Regions from separate parts of the Sus scrofa genome. Here region 2 is linked to region 1. The links are chromatin contacts, called in public HiChIP or PLAC-seq maps. All regions are on one chromosome and are shown on one strand. The core of a region is the stretch at or near the end of the contact, and the rest is flanking DNA. Distances in the headings are between cores, read along the strand shown.

What was found. HiChIP or PLAC-seq counts read pairs in DNA pulled down with a chosen protein or histone mark.
Region 2: a contact with region 1 is called in an H3K27ac HiChIP or PLAC-seq map of skeletal muscle, with 10 times the contacts expected there. The contact joins the promoter of PJA1 here to the promoter of EFNB1 in region 1. A contact is called at or near these places in 3 of 5 promoter capture datasets (fetal liver, fetal skeletal muscle and liver), 1 of 47 Hi-C or Micro-C datasets (embryonic fibroblasts) and 2 of 2 datasets of contacts at active chromatin or transcription factors (alveolar macrophages and skeletal muscle).

The regions. Positions count from the first base shown.
Region 1 is chrX:54,945,940-54,948,663 of Sscrofa11.1, forward strand. EFNB1 (ephrin-B1) reads left to right here and starts at 1,400. Exons shown (of 5, transcript XM_021079969.1): 1 at 1,400-2,724.
Region 2 is chrX:55,279,221-55,281,944 of Sscrofa11.1, forward strand. It overlaps PJA1 (E3 ubiquitin-protein ligase Praja-1), which reads right to left and starts at 1,363. Exons shown (of 3, transcript XM_005673705.3): 1 at 1,221-1,363.

The DNA of each region.
Region 1 (2,724 bases), core at 150-2,649:
AGAGGCCCTGCTAGGGTGGGGCAGGAGGTGGGGGCCTGGAGTCATTGGCCCTGGCAGCGGGATGGAGTAGGCCCAGCCTTGCTACTGAGGCTCTGGTGGACAGGTTGAGGCAGAAAGACTGTGCCGTGACCAGGGGTGACCAGCGTGCAAAGCAGGCCTAGACATAGAGTCTGTTCTTTCCTCTGTGCCCTCCCCACCCAGGATGAGGTGTTGGCACCCTCAGGAGCTGCTGCTGTATTCCCATGTTTCCTAAGTCTGGCAGCATAGCCTCATCTGCCCCATCCCCCACCAGGTCTTGGGCTTGCCTCCTGACGGGCACTGGGAGTGCTGGTAGTGGAATCTAAAGTTGGTTCTTGGATTGGTGGTGATGATTTTAGCTGGAAACTTGAGGATGTGGCCAGGAACAAAGACGAACTTTCCTAGGCCTAGAAACCTTCTGGAAGACTGGAAGTGAAGAGTGGAATCCTGGCCATCCTGAAGGCCACTTCCTTCCAGGCATGAACCAGCTTTCAACTAGGAATGGATTAAGCAAGGAAGGAAGCAAGAAGGGGCTGGAAGTGTGGCGAGTGGGTATAGTACAGGGAAACAGGCATAGGCTTTGGAGACAGATAAGTCTGGGGCCAAATCCTGCTTCTACCACTGATCAGCTCTGTGACCTCAGATGAATCACTTCTTCCTGAGCCTAAAGGATTCTGAAGGGATATGCCTCTACTATGGTTCTTGGCACACAGTAGGTACTCAGACTGTTTTTCATCCTCAGGTTTTGCTGTACTGCCATACACTTGTGGCAATCCTAGTCTTCAAGCTGGATGATGGGTATATCCCTGCAGCTAGTTTTTGTCTCTCCTTGCTCACACCCCAATAAGGGGTCCATCTGGGAGCTGGGAGATTTTTAAACAGCTCCTCTTCTTCCCTTTCTACCCAGATCTTCCAGGCTCTGTCCCTGAAAGTGGGAGGAACCCCCTTCTCCCTTTTTATTTCCACCCAAATACAGGCCCACTCTATGAGCTAAAGAGATCATCAGAGGATCCAGTGAGAAACTCAGTAGCTCAGTCTCCTATTTAAGTGCAAGGACAGGAAACTGTGTAAATGGCGAGCACTTCGGGAATGTCATTCACCTAATTATTTCCATAAAGCAGCAGCAAGAAAACTTTATATCCTCTGCAGCCTGGCAGTCCCTGAGTCAATCCCAAACCCAGATCTTCCTCCTAGTGATCTCTTCTCCTCCCCATACCGGGCTTCTGTTCTTGCCAAAGCCACCTCCCCTATCCCAGGTCTTGCGTTCAAGTGCCTGTGCCAGGCTGCTGTGAGCCATGCTCTTGTTGGGGTGGGTGCTCTCAGTCGGTCCCAGGCGCCCGCAGTGCTATGGAAGACCAGTAGAGGGAGACGTTAGCACGTGTGTATGTCTGCTGTGGTCCGACCCAGGAGAGCGGGTCGGACCGGGAGGGTCTGAACTGTGGGATGGAGCCAAAGTTATAAGCAAGGAAGTGAGGAGGGGCGGGGAGAATGGGCCAGGGCTGGGAGACAAAGACCCAGATGGCGAGGCCGGGAGGAACTGGAGTCCGCAGTCTTGGGGCGAGGGCGCCCGCTTTTGCTTTTTCGAAAGGCGCCTCTGCCCTGCGCCTTTTCCTCTTTGCTCTCCAGGTGTCTTTCTTTACCGAGGTGCCCTCTAATCCCCGTTGCCGTATCCTGGGGCTTTGCCCGCGCCTTGAGACAACGCCAGACCCCAAAACTGGGCCCCCGTTGTTCCACAAAGCTCTTCCCCAAAGTTGAGACTCCCAAGGCCTGGTCCCCAGGGGCGAAGAACTCATCTTCCTCCCTCCCCTTTTCCGTACTTGACTCCTCTGAGATTCCACCACCCACCGCGATTGGTTTGTCTTTTCAGGACTCCGAGTCCATTTGCAAGCGGACCCGCACTGCGAGGGCGGAAGGAGGAAAGCCCACCAGAGACCTACGGGACTGAGAGTATACAAGCTATCCTTGCCACTGAGGTGGGCACGGGAGCAGGACTTCAGGGCTCGCGTGTGTAAAAAAAGAATGGCAGTACTTTCCCGGAATACTTAGGACAGGGCCTGTCTAGCCCAGGTCAGCGGGCCAGGCGCGCGGGGAGGAGAACAGGCCGACAGCTCAAGAGGAGCACCAACTTCCCACGGGCTGAGCGCTCTGGAAACGGACTAGGCGGGACCCACACCTAACCGCACAAGCCGCACACTCAAATTGGTGCCATCGAGAGCGCGGCGTCCTTAAGAGCTCCCTGAAACCCCACCCCCTTCCTGTTCTTGGGGGCGTGGTGCGGGGCAAGGACCCCGTGACGGAGCTTGCTATTGGCTAAGATGAGTAGGGTTGGCCTTGCGTTCGCCTGAGCAGGGGAGTAGACAGCTCAGCCGCGGCGGAGGGAGTCTATGCGCGCTGGACAGCAGTGGGAGGTGTGTGAGCCTCGCACTGGCCTCAGACCCTCGGGCGCAATCGTCGGGGAGCTAGGACTCGGCGGCTGGACTGCCGGGCCACCCGGCCGAGGCTTCAGAGGTGCAAACTGATGGGACTTGCTCGCTCGGCAGCGTCTCCCCGCTCTTATAAGTACACTGAGCGGGGCCCGCGCTGAAGTAGAAGCTGTCGGGGGGCGCACAGCCCGGAGTCTCAGTGTGGCCTGGAGGAACGGAGCCCGTGCCTGGGCGCTCCGGTCGGGAGCCCCCGGAACGAGTTCGTGTGTTGGGGAGACTCCCA
Region 2 (2,724 bases), core at 113-2,612, 330 kb after region 1:
GCAGCAGACAGGGAGCATCTGAGAGAGGTATGTGAAAAAGGTATGGATGCATAGTATGCATGTAAGTGGCGTAGGAAAAAAGCAATCCAAGGATATCCTTATGTGTGTGTGGTAAGGCAGCCCGGAGGGTGTGTGGGAGGATGAGGATATGTGTGTGTGTGTGTGTGTGTGTGTGTGTGTGTGTGTGTGTGTGTGTGTGTGTGTGTGTGTGTTCTGTGTGCTCACCAGTGCACGCAGAGGCAGAGGGAGGAGGGGGAAGCTTCTGGAGGTGTGAATGTGGCAGTCCGTGAGAGGCTTGGAAAGGCACAGGAAGGTGTGAGGCCATGTGTGTGTGTGTGTGTGTGTGTGTGTCAGGGGAAGGCACTAGAGAGCGTGAGAGTGTGTGAGAGGGTTTGTGTGTGTGAGTGTCCAAGCATGTGCGGGGGAGGGGATACGCAGGAACCTTGAGTATTGGGGGTGATGGTGGTAAGGGAGCCGCAATGGAAGGTTTCTGTGCATGCGTATGTGTGTATGTATATGTGTGTACGTGTGTGCGCGCGCGCACAAGCGTGTGTGCGGGCATGTGCGTGTGTGTCCCTGCTCGCGCGCAAGACACACGGATGGGAGGGGGCCGCAATGTCATAATGAGAAGGGGAGACTTATCGGCTCAAAAGGTAAATCCAAACCAATGGGAAAAGGGGGAAAAAAAAGAAAGAAAAGGGCGTGTGGGGGGTATAGTTTTTCCCTGGGAGTGATTTTGTTTTTCTGACAATTCTTTTCCTGAGAGCAATATATTTACCTAAAAATCTTCACCATTTACCATTCATCAAAACAACTGCAAAATGGGGTAAGAAAGGCCACGGATCGCTCCGCAGAGGAGCCAAAAAAGGAAGGCGGAGGAGGGAAAGGACAGGCAGAGAGAGGTGGGAGAGGGCCTCGACCACCACTCCCCTCTCGAATAACGATTCAAGCCCCCAGAGCGGAGTGGGGGCGGGCCACACGAAAGGGGCCGTTGTTGGGGCCGGGTGACGGAGGATGGAGCCCTAAATCAGACCGATGGAGGACACAGGCCTCCCTCTGCGGTCAGGACCCTCGTCCGCCCCACCCCTTCCCGAGGGGCGAGCCCGAAAATCTGTTCACTTAGAGCCCCCACCTCCACCTCGCCTCCCCCCCCGCCCCCCGGCCCCTCGCCCCACCGCCACGTCTGGAGGGATCGAGGAAAGAAACAGCCTTTCACTCACCCAGTCGCGACCCCCCGCACACTCTGGTGAAGAGCAGAGCTTTCGGACCTCCGACCGCCACGACCGCCAGAGCCGCTGCTCCCGGGGCTCCAGCTCCTCCCCCTCCAGACAGCAGTGGGGCGGGCACGACTGCGGCGGCGGAAGTGATTGTGGCGTCGCGGCGACCCGCCCCCTTGATGTGGCGGGGGCAGCAGCTGCTCTCGACAAATCAGGGTGGACCCGAAAGCATTATTTCATTTGAAATGATGAAATCGTCAAGGATACAGAAAAGGACAGCGAAAAATGTAACCAACAGTCGGCTTTAACAAGTGTTAAACATTTAGTCATATGCCTTTCCATTCTGTGCTTTTGGTAGCTGTTGTTGTCTTAAATAAAATGAAATCTGCAAATTCTTTCTGGTTCATTCTGGTGTGAAAATAATTATATTAATATACCCTATCCTATGTGCTATGTTATGGTTTGTATTGGAAGTTATCACTGTATTTAGGGTTGCAGTAGGCTTAAATTTTTTTTTAAATATGGTCGTTGAAGCAAATTGAACTGTTTACAGTAGAATTTGTTGCTGTTTATCACAAAATCGAGCTTCTCTGCCCAAAAGAAATTTTCAGTCATGAAGCACAACCTGGATTCACATTCTGGTAATTGCATTGCACTTTTTAAATATTATAATATTTAATATGCCTTTTGGATTTATACAATTTTATTGAACTCTGGAACTCCTTTTTTTAAATTGCACTTTACAAATATCTCTAGTATTTGTACCAAATGTAAAGATTCTCTATGTTCCTAATAGCAATGCTTTGTTCTTACTGGAAATAAAATGCATAATAGAAAAACAGGAGATTTTAGGGGTAGCAACAACAGAAATAGGATGTATAACTTTCAAACCATTAAAGAAATAATATGTACAACAAAGAGAAAAGCTCAATCTAACAAAAGGCAGAAATGGGATGGGAGGCAATTTAAAAAAGCATTTTTTAATGGCAGAAATAAAAATATATTAATATGTATTTTGGGTTAACATCTCCCATAAAAATTTTTAAAAAGCGAACTCTCATTTTGAGCATTTAATTTTTAGAAATCCAGTTATATGCTGTTTATATGAGATTCACCTAAAGCAGAAATAAGATTGGAAAATATATGCTAGTAAATATCAGCAGAAAAGAGGGAAAGAAAAAAAAAGAAGGAAGGGAGGGAAGGGAGGAATTTTTAAAAGGAAAAAGAAAGAGGAGGAAAGAAGGAAGGAGGGAGACTTATAGCAATGTTAATGTCAGAAAAATCAAGAACTCAAAGTAAAAAGCATTAAAAGAAAACAAATTGAGTTGTTCCATTCACTGAGAACATACAGTCACTAAAATTTATATGCCAAACAATGTAATTCCAAAATGTATGAGGCAAATATTGTTAGAAATATAGAGATTAGAGAGTCTGCAATTATAGTGGGGGACTTAACTGCATTGATTTTGGTGTAGATAGAGCAAATCAACTGAGAGATAAACAAGGA